2 separate regions of the Bos taurus genome follow, and region 2 is linked to region 1. Evidence: chromatin contacts called from public Hi-C data. All regions are on one chromosome and are shown on one strand. Each heading gives the region's core, a stretch centred on a gene start, on an enhancer-like site or on the middle of the called end of the contact. The rest is flanking DNA. Distances are from core to core; before and after follow the strand shown.

Evidence for each region. Hi-C and Micro-C count contacts between places; a contact is called where the count stands out from the background.
Region 2: a Hi-C map of skeletal muscle shows a contact between it and region 1, with 3 times the contacts expected there. The contact joins two enhancer-like sites. A contact is called at or near these places in 2 of 11 Hi-C or Micro-C datasets (liver and skeletal muscle).

The regions. Positions count from the first base shown.
Region 1 is chr5:22,230,429-22,235,995 of ARS-UCD2.0, forward strand. No RefSeq gene overlaps it. Among named protein-coding and RNA genes, the nearest start is that of BTG1, 220 kb to the left of the region's middle. Within about 2 kb of position 1,628, at least 7 of the 102 cell types and tissues checked have an H3K27ac peak or open chromatin away from gene starts, as enhancers often do. A contact at or near this core is called in liver and skeletal muscle, where this site is marked.
Region 2 is chr5:22,294,628-22,300,056 of ARS-UCD2.0, forward strand. No RefSeq gene overlaps it. Among named protein-coding and RNA genes, the nearest start is that of PLEKHG7, 270 kb to the right of the region's middle. Within about 2 kb of position 4,159, at least 5 of the 102 cell types and tissues checked have an H3K27ac peak or open chromatin away from gene starts, as enhancers often do. A contact at or near this core is called in liver and skeletal muscle, where this site is marked.

The DNA.
Region 1 (5,567 bases), core at 378-2,877:
GTTGGATGACATCACTGAGTCAATGGACATGAGTTTGAGCCAACTCTGAGAGATAGCGAAGGACAGGGAAGCCCGGCATGCTGTAGTTCCTGGGGCCGCAAAGAGTTGGACACAGCTTAGCAACTGAACAACAACGAAATAAACATACTAACGGAGATAAAGTAAGAATCTTGACTGATTACTCTTTCCTTACCTCAAACCCAAACTCTGAGGTCAGTTGTGACTAGAGGAGGTAAAGCAAATGAAAACCATGTTCCAGTGTACATGTAGCCAGTGAATCACTCATCCCTTTACCCAAAATACATCACACAAAATTGAAACTGCCTAACTTGACAGACGACAGTAGTGGCCTGATTCCAATACTGACAGGTAAGCAGTATTCAGGACAGAAATACTGCTTCATGATTAGTGCCTATTATCAGCGCACAGCTGGGCTCAGCCACAAAGCATAAAATAGTAGCCAGTACTAATTGAGCACTCATTATGCTAATCACTGACACAATGCACACGAGTCTGAGGAAACTCCAGGAGACAGTGAAGGACAGGGAAGCCTGGCATGCTGTCCTCCATGGGGTCACAAAGAGTTGGACACGACTTAGTGACTGAACAACAACAACTTTGCTAAGAGCTTCATACGTATTTTTTCAAGTGACTCTCCCCACCGTCTTAGAGTTACATAATACTCTGAAGCTCTCTTTAAAGATGGAAGGACTGAGGCTTTAGAGGAGTTGAGAGGCTTGCCTAAAGTCTCACAGTAAGGAAGTAGTGGCAATGGGAATTAAGCTCAAGCTGTGCAACCTCAACGCCTGTAAACTTGAACACTCACTTTCCACTCTGCTTGCCTGTGTCTTACTGGCCTTGAGCAGAGGGATGGGAGGGTCCTGAACCAGCTAAGGCTAAGAGAGGGAAAACTGAATCAACAGCCAAACTGTGCCCCAAAGAAAGCAACCACCAATCCAGAATAACAAGTCCAGAGAACACAATGACCTTGTGTTTATTTGGGCCGCTGTTACTTCCAAGGAGTTATGGAAGTGCACTCAAGTGGAAGTCAAGTTATCAATGGAGGGAGCTGGCGGGTGGACACTGCACCAGAGGATAGGATCTGGGGTGCTACCCTCATTGGACCCCCTGGATTGGAAGGACAGAACTCCAGTCTAAGGGAAGACAGAAACAAAAATAATACCATCTGCACATCCCTCTGGTCATTTAATTATTGTAATGAATAATAATGCAAGCATTATTATTCCCATTTTCCAAGTAAGAAAAGAGATTATAATATGCCCAAGACCAAACAATAATAAGAAATGGAAGTGAGAGGAAGACTAGATTAGCTTGACTCTAGATTGGTGTTTCTTTCTATTAAGTATTTCGCATTGCCTCTCATGCTGGACCCAACTAAAGGACTAGCTAGGAAAAGAGAAACACAAAGTCCCATCCTAATACTCAGCCCTTACTCATGTTGACTGATGCCTGTAAATTCCCTGCACGTTATGGGGAAAGGCATCCGCAGATGGCAGGACTGGCAACCAGGACTAATTAATTCTGGAGTCCACCCACGGGTGGGGCTCACAGCTCCGTACTTTCAACCTAGTCACAAGGTTTGAGTTTGAGTCTCAGGACAAGGACTTCAACGATGGGGCAGATTAAGGTCACATGTACTGAACTCTGTGTTGTTGACAGGGTCTGTCCTGAGACACTTGGCCTACTTGCGCTTCCAAGAGTGAGATCATTGTGATTTTTTTTTCTCCCAACCTGGAAAGCCCTTGAAGCTATGCCCCAGGGTGCCTGTCCATGAACAGACCTTACAAAGTACTTGGGACTCAGGGTCCTAGGAGAAGAAAAGGATACCATGTAGCCAAAATGGCAAAGGTATAATAGAATTCCATCTACTGTAAATAAAAACTTCCTTCAATTCAAAAAAAGAAAGTTGGGTATTATGATGGATTTTTAATTAGGGAATTACCAGGAGCAGGTAAAGAAAAGTAAAAGCAAGTAATGATGAAAAGGGTGCTTAAGGAATATTATAAGCACATGGCTTTAGATACATAAAGGGGAAAAAGTACAAGAATTGGCAACTATAAGCAAAACTCAATGAAACATTTGCTTCAGTTCCTGACTGGCCCACAGCTGTCTGAAATAGTCTGTTTTTAAACCAGTCTTCCTCTTTGTCTAGAGGTAATCTGTCCCTCTGTGTCCTTTTTAATTTCTCTTTTTTTCAAGGTTAATATGCATAAATCATATTTCCATATAAGAATAATTAGAAAATGAATATTAAAAATGACACAATACCAAGAAAAATCATCAAACACACAGGAATAAATCCTATGAAGGAAGACTTTTACACAGAAAACTATACTGCTATATTTAAAATGGATAACCAACAAGGACTTACTATAGCACATGGAACTCTGCTCAATGTTATCTGATAGCCTGGACAGGAGAGGAGTTTAGAGGAGAATAAACACATGTATATATGTATGGCTGAGTCCCTTTGCAGTCCACCTTAAGCTATCAAAATATTCTTAATTGGCTCTACTCCAATACAAAATAAAAAGTTTTTTAAAAAGTTATAAAAAAGAATACTTTACAGTTTTCTTTTTAATTTCAACATCAATTGTCACCATCATAGCTAAAGTCATAAATACTGCCCGATTTAATTCTGCACAGTCACAGGCTCCAAAAAGGGAATGTGTGTGTGAGGAGAGGGAATCATTATTTTCTGTTGGAGGTTGACTAATTTGGTGGTTAATAAGAAGACCATGAGGCTTTGTACATTTTAGATGAAAGAACACAGAACTTGAATCGCAGTCACATGTCATTCCCACCAACATATATAGAGGATCTACTACGCGTCAGGCACTTCGGAAAGTCTCAAACTAGATACGACACAGTCCTTGGGCTCAGGAAGTTCAAATTTAATGTTAGAGATGGAGGTAAACAACTGGCAATCAAATCAAACAGAACAAAATAAGAGTCAGGTCACAGGTACAAAGGGCGCACTGTGAGAGCAGAGAGAGAGACACTGCCAAGAGGCGGGAGTGTTGTCAGTCTTGGAAGTAGGGAAGGTCATTCCAGGATGCAGGAAGAATGAGCCCGCAGAGCTGTTCAAAACATTTCAGTCTGAGAAGGAAGAGGAGAACCAAGACAGGGTGGGTCGTTACAGTCAGTAAGCGTGCTCAAATACCCCTATCTGCCAGCGTGGCACCCCTTAACTCTATTTCCTTCCACCATTTGTCAAATTCTCCCCTTTGGCCAGAGCTTTCACTGCCTCGTTCTGTTCTTGGCAGGCTGAGTCCTTTTACCCTCTTTTGGTTTATTGAAGGGTATATTTCTTCTCCCTGTCCTCTTCTCTCCTCTCAACTAAAACTGATTTCACTGAGACATCCTGATGCTCAACAGATATAAATAAACTTTTCCCCAGATGCTTGAAGCACCAAATAATGGTCATGATATTGGCCAAAATGCTGGGACGTGCAGGGCACTGTTTAAGTGCTTCATAAGGTGCACACGTGTGGGACCCAGACCTGAAGGTGGCCTTTCACTAGTCCCACCTCCCCACCTTCCTCAAGGGCATTCACACCCTTGCATACTCCCCCTCCCCCGAGTCTGCACTGGGGTTGATCTGTGCGACTCATGGAACATTCCATGTGAATCACTAAGGGATCATCATGCACTTCAGATTCTGACTTAGAGGTCTGAGGTAAGGCCTGAGGACCTGCATTTCTAAGAGTAGCTTCCAGGTGATGTTGAAGCTGCAGGTCCCTGGACTGCACTTTGGGTAGTAAGGCTAGAGTTTAAATGGTAGCATTTATCCTAAGATTGATGTACAACAAAATGCCTTGGTTAACCTGATTTGGGTACCCATGTTGAGCTGGGGATTTGGGTTTATTTTATGGCAGAAGTCTGACCCTTGCTCTGAAACCTGGTCACCTGGTCAGCTTTCTTTTTGTTGTTATTGTTGTTGCAATCTTGGGTCATTCATAGATTTATTTTTTTTTAATTAAATAATTTTGTCTGATCCTTGGTCTGAAACCTGATCAATTTTCTTTTTTTTTTAATCTTTGCAATCTTGGGTCAGTCTTAGACTTATTTTTCTAATTAATTAATTAATTTTAGTAGAGAATAATTACAATAGCATGATGGTTTTTGCTGTACATCAACATGAATCAGCCACAGGTATACATGTGTTCCCCACCCCATCCTGAATCCCCGCCCTGCATCACCGCCCCTGTACCTCTCCACCCTCTGGTCAACTTTCAACACAAGCTTTCTCTTGTTTTCTGCTTCCAGGGTGTTGATAACTCTGGCTAAGTTGCTTTGTGACTGAATTTGCAAATTGATCTTTGCCTTGCCAGGAATTCTTACCTCCTCTCTTAAGTCGAGGAGAGCAGTAGTTACCATTTATTGCACTCCCACTAACATGTCACATACTTGATATCATTTCTTAACTCAGATTAACTAAAAATATAGTTATCATTTCCACTTCTCAGCTGAGGAAGGCAAGGCTCAGTGAGTGTTCTAAAGTTTGCCGAAGTCTCAAAGCTGGTAGAACTGCTAGGAAACACTCCAGGCTGGCTCCTACACTCTCGTTCTTTCCACTTCAGTTCATGTGGTTGCTGCCAGCTCACATGTTGTGCCCAGCACAACAGACTATGGACCTACTCAGCCCAAGGCCAGACCTCTATTCTGGTGTCTACTTCAAGTGTGTACTTACCAGTCCAAAGGAGCCAATGGGGGTAGTTTCAAAGACATGGTACAAAGTGAGGCACTGATTTACTGAGTTGCAAAGAATTTGGACAGTCTTTTGTAACTCATTCTTGGTGGAATTTGAATTACTGAGCATGTTCCATGGGTGAGGCAGTCCTAGGTATCAGTGATAGGAAGAAGAAAAGAATGAGAGGAAATAGATACAAGTCCAGTTGGGCATAACAGACTATAGACATTACTAGGAGTGTGAGAGTACAAGTCAAACAGGAAAAGGGATCAATTTACTGGGAGCACTGAGTGATGTTGTTCTAGATATTTATTGGTCTTCCAGGGTAAAATATGAGGGATAATATAATCCCTGCCTTTTTATCAGCACTGAACAATAGCTAGTAATTATAGCAAATGTCGCTAGTGGTAAAGAATTTGCCTGCCAGTGCAAGAGATGCAAGAGACATGAGCTTGATCCCTGGGTCAGGAAGATCCCCTGGAGTAGGAAATGGCAACCCATTCCAATATTCTTGCCTGGAAAATTCCATGGACAAAGAAGCCTGGTGGGCTATAGTCCATGGAGTTGCAAAGAGTCAGACATGACTGAGTGACTGAACACACACACACACACACACACACAGCAAATGTGTATTGAACACAGCTCTGTGCCAGGCGCTGTCAATCACTTTACCCACTGTACTTCATTTCACTCTCACAATACTGTATGAAGTAGGTAATCTCATCATCCCTACCTCACACGTGAGAAATCAGAGAATAGGGGATATTTAAGCAACTTGCCTAAATACTGCCACAGCTAGTAATTGGAAAGCTAGAATCAAAATTCAGGTCTGTTTAATTGAAGAATCCAAGTA
Region 2 (5,429 bases), core at 2,909-5,408, 67 kb after region 1:
TAAAGCAGAAATAGATATTTTTCTGGAACTCTCTTGCTTTTTCGTTGACCCAACAGACGTTAGCAATTTGATCTTTGGTTCTTCAGCCTTTTCTAAATCCAGCTTGAACATCTGGAAGTTCTAGGGTGTCCCTTTAAGTTCTGGGTTCCACCTTTTAAATTATCTTTCCTTTTATGTAAAATGTGCCCTGTATCTGAAGCTGAATAGTTTTATCAGCTTGTCTCCTGCCCATGGAAATCTGAAATCTAAAGACTTCCTTCTGCTTCAAACTGCTTCTGTCCCTTTTAGTCCATGCTGGCAAAATGTTAATCAACACAAACTTATCATTGTACTTTTTGAAAATTATAATTATTGTGGTGATAAACCTTAACTAGACTTATGGAAGTGATCATTTCACAATATATGCAAATATTGAATCATGTTATACATCTGAAATAAAAATAATGTTACACATCAATCATATTTCAATAAAAAACAAACCAAAAAAAAAAAAAAAAAGGCTGTTTGTGGATTTCTTATCATTCTTATTGTCATTTACTCCACTAGACAAAAACCTCCCTAGAAATCTCTTTAAGTCCTTCTCTACCTTGGGGGTTTCTGTAAAGCTGTGATGGGACCATTTCTTTAAGATTTTTAGAAGCCTCATTGTTTAACTAAGAGAGTATGCCGGGCATGCCCTCAAGATCCTTAGAGGAACTTTGTTTCAAAGGGTCTATGAGCCATTACCCTAAATCTTTCTAAGCTACTAACAAAGGTTCTTTGGCTTTGGGATTTGATCTTTGGCCTGATACCATTTTTTAATCTGAAAATCTTCTTCTCTATGAAGAAATGGGGAATGAGAAATAATTTTATATTTGAACGTAGCAAGTACTGGATCTTTTATGTATTTTCTTTAAGTTTTCTTGAAAATGAAACAGTTCCTTTTTTAAACTCATCTCTCTCATACTTATGTGACTAAAAGAAGCTATTGGGCAGTCTCAACATTCTAGCTGGAATTCTTATTAGCCAAATCTACCAGCTCATTAGTTATCTTTTGCATTTTTCACGTCACTGCAAGTGACAATTTTGCTAATTTTTCTACTATTCTCCTCAAGCGCCATCAGGCTTTTACTCAAGTCCCTCAAAACCCCTCCTAACTTCTCCCACCACTCTGTCCCAGAGTCAGTGTCCTGTTCTAGGTTTCATTACACTAGCACCCAACTTCCAGTTCTCACAATCTGTTCTAATTATCTACTATCATGTACAAAACATTTCAAACAGTGGCTTCAAACAATAATACCACTTATTTTGATCACAAATCCTGGATTTGACTGGGCTTGGAGGGATGGTTCACACTTAGGATCTTATGAGGCTGTCATGGTGCCTGGGACAGGAGTTATTACCAAAGCTTCATCACTCACATCTGGCATCTAGGCTGGGAGGCCTCTAAGGTGCCACTTTATCTCCACATGATCTTTCCACGTGGTGGACACAGGAGAGATGAACTTACATGGGGCAAAATCTCCCACAGTGACTGTCCCAGGAGACACTGGCAGAGCCAAAGGACTTCTCCAACTCAGATCTAGAAGTTACCCAGATCTCCTCCTTGGCATTCTATCATCAAGGCAGTCACAAAGACCTTCCAGATTCAAGGAGCAGGTTGGGGCATGGACTCCCCTTCTTGATTTCTCCTTCTGATAAAAAATATTCATAGACATATATATTAACACTACTTCAGATATGCTTGAAGGATGATTAATTTTAGCAGGAAAGGCGATCTAAACTTCTAATGATGCAACTAGTTTCTACCAATGATGTTAGAAACATATTATGTATGAAGCAGCTGACCTGTGTGGATGGTCAAGAGAGACAGATGGTAGTCTTTTCAAAGAAGGTGATGATATAAACCATGTGAGGGTGTGCATTTGGAGAAAAAATTGGGATCCAGAGGAAATGAAGACATCAAATTCTTAACACACATAGATCCATCCTTTTAAGGAAGTTAGAATGTGTCTTTAATATGTTTCTTGAAGGGCAAGAAGCAACAGTTAGAACCAGCCATGGAACAATGGATTGGCTCAAAATTGGGAAAGGAGTACATCAAGGCTCTATATTGTCACCCTGCTTATTTAATTTATATGCAGAGTACATCTTGCAAAATGCTGGAATGAATGAAGCTCAAGCTGGAATCAAGATTGCCAGGAGAAATATCAAGAACCTCAGATATGCAGATGACACCACCCTAATGGCAGAAATTGAAGAGGAACCAAAGAGCCTCTTGATGAAAGTGAAAGAAGAGAGTGAAAAAAGCTGGCTTAAAACTCAACATTCAAACAACTAAGATCATGGCATCTGGTCCCATCACTTCATGGCAAATAGATGGGGAAACAATGGAAACCATGACAGACTTTATTTTCTTGGGCTCCAAAATCACTGTAGATGGTGACTGCAGCCATGAAATTAAGACACTTGCTCCTTGGAAGAAAAGCTATGACCAACCTAGACAGCATATTAAAAAGCAGAGACAATACTTTGCCAATAAATGTGTGTATAGTCAAAGGTATGGTTTTTCCAGTAGTCATGCATGGATATGAGACTTGGGCAATAAAGAAGGCTGAATGCTGAAGAATTGATGCTTTCCAACTCTGGTGTTGGAGAACACTCTTGAGAGTGCCTTAGACTGCAGGGAGATCAAACCAGTGAATCCTAAAGGAAATCAACCCTGAATATTCTTTGGAAGGAATGCTGAAACTGAAGCTCCAATACTTCGGCCATCTAATGCAAAGAACCAACTCATTGGAAAAGATCGTGATGCTGGGAAAGATTGAAGGCAGGAGGAGAAGGGGATAACAGAGGATGAGATGGTTGGATGGGATTACCAACTCAAAGAACGTGAGTTTGTGCAAACCCCAGGAGATGGTGAAGGACAGGGAAGCCTGGCGTGCTGCAGTCCATCGGGTCTCAAAGAGTCAGACACAACTGAGCCACTGAACAACAACAACAAGAATATGCTATTTAGAACAGAAACAGTCGAAACCCACTCTCTCTTTTCAGAGTTAGGGAAATTCCAAGGGGTAACGTTCTGTTCCAAGAATATCAGACTTGCAGAATGTGTTTTATTGAAGGCAGGCAGGCAACTCCCTGCTTTACAGTAATCAATATTTTCATGCCCTGTCCTGCAAATGCAAATAGAAAGCTTGCTCTAAATTCCTGATGCCTTTCAGAAAGTTACAGGGCATATTATTTTTTCTGCCTTGTTTATTTTTGTCCTGGATAGCAGTCAATCAGGGATTCAGTTCTTTTACTCTTATAATTAACATTTATTTACCTTTTCTTTGAGAATCCCATACCTTTTGTACAGGAGTAGCCAAGTTGAGTCATAACAAGACTAAGGAGGCAGTATAGACCTGGAACACCAGATGTGGTGCCTCTGAGCCTCGCTTTCCTGTTCTGTGTAGAAGCGCTAAGTGGATGTTTTCTTCTACTAGAAATGACACCGATGCTGTATGTGTCTTGGATAAGAAGTGAATTAAAACCAGAAAATATCTTTGCACTAATGTTTCTTTTAAGTCCTTTCACAGCGCTACTGTTGTGCGATCAGGTGGATGAATTTCTTTCTTTCAAGAAGTCTGTATCTAAATCATAACTTAATAAATAGACCATTTCAGAAAAACAATACTGTCTGGCACATTTCAACTTCAAGGAAGTTTTCTCTGACTGTACACTTCTCTGAGTGTATCTGGTCTGTAATTCTTGGAGAGCATCAGCCGTCTGCCCGCAGTGGCTGTTTCCTGTGTTTACACTCTGGCCCAGGCCTCCCTTGGTACTGAACATGAACCATTTTGCAGTGCTGCTTGTTTTTCAGGGGCTTTGTCCGGCTCCTGCATCTATATACCACACGCTCCACAATGCCCAGTGTATTTGTAGGCACCCAATAAATATTTGAGAAAGAAACGAATTTCTTTTCCCGTCACCTTCTAATACGCTGATAGACATCAAACCTAAGTTAGAAGTTCGCGATGATGATGTTTCTAAACTGGATACAAACAAAGACGTTCTTGTTTCTGCCATTTTGAGAAAGTCGTGTGAGTGCTGGAGATCAGAGGAGAAAAGCTTTGCAGATGCCTGGAAGCCCGTCCAGTCTACAGGACTCCAGGGAGTGCACTGGCTGCCTTTCCTCCTGCACAGTTGCAACACAAGTGGCCACAGTTGTTTACCAACCCGGATCCAATTCCTATCTCTGACCTCATTTCTTTAATCCACAAATATCAGGTCACTATATATTTTAATCTTATTCAATTCCCAGGAAAAGGCCTGCTGTCATAATCAGATTTCAGCTGAGGAGTGAAAGCCATGATATGAAAAGTCTAGCATCCTGTGACAAACTTGGATTAAGCTATGATTGTGTAAATGTCGTTACTGCAAAATCCAAGGTCAGAATTTACATGCTCTTCCTTAATGATGACTTGCTAGCTTTGGCTTGACTATGCTGTAATCAACTGAAAACATTCCATTCTTGGGAATCTTTTATCTTCTAGTCAATCTAGTTTGGCAGATCTTGTTATGCCTTAATATTTTTGAAACTATTAAAGTAAACAATAAATGATCTTTCTGGGAAATGCTGCAATGGAGGTGCTTCTGGAGGTGGACTTTTCATAGTTCTATTTCTGATAAATAATCAGGTTTTTTTCCCTTTAAATAACTACAGAGATTGTTCTATTGCTCAAACGACCATTTGGGACAGGGGTTTTCCCATCTGCCTTCCTCCCCTTTAATTTCTACTTTTAATGAATGAAAGTAGGGTGAGAACTTACAGGGCTGGTTGTCATAATTGCTATTGCTAGGTGTGGACGTTAGTCACAATAGTGATTTATGCAGGCTTTCAAGTTACCATATGGAAGTGCAGCTCCAATGGGGAGAGAAAACGGGGTTCCCTTGTCCCATTCTGCCCTGCAGTGCCAAGGCATTATAGAGTAATCAATAGGAGCAATTTGCTTTAGATTCAGATATTACCTGGATTCCCAATCTTTCAATCCATGATACTTGGGTAAGTGACACTTCCTTATAAGTCTCAGTGCCCATGTCTGCATAAGACAGTGGTAACCATCTTATGGAACAATGTCTGTGTAAATGAGATGATGCTTATCAAGTGGTTAGCACAGAGCTGGGAGCATAATGAGTTCAATCAATGGCATCCATTACTATCACATCTCAAATAATGCCTGACTTCTGTAAATCTACTGGGGAAAAGGATTCAAAACCCTCTTGACTGGCAACTCATTTCATACATGATAGTATACATGTCTCTATGCCATTCTCCCAAATCAGTCCAGGTTCGATGCACGATACTGGATGCTTGGGGCTGGTGCACTGGGACGACCCAGAGGGATGGTATGGGGAGGGAGGAGGGAGGAGGGAGGAGGGTTCAGGATGGGGAACACATGTATACC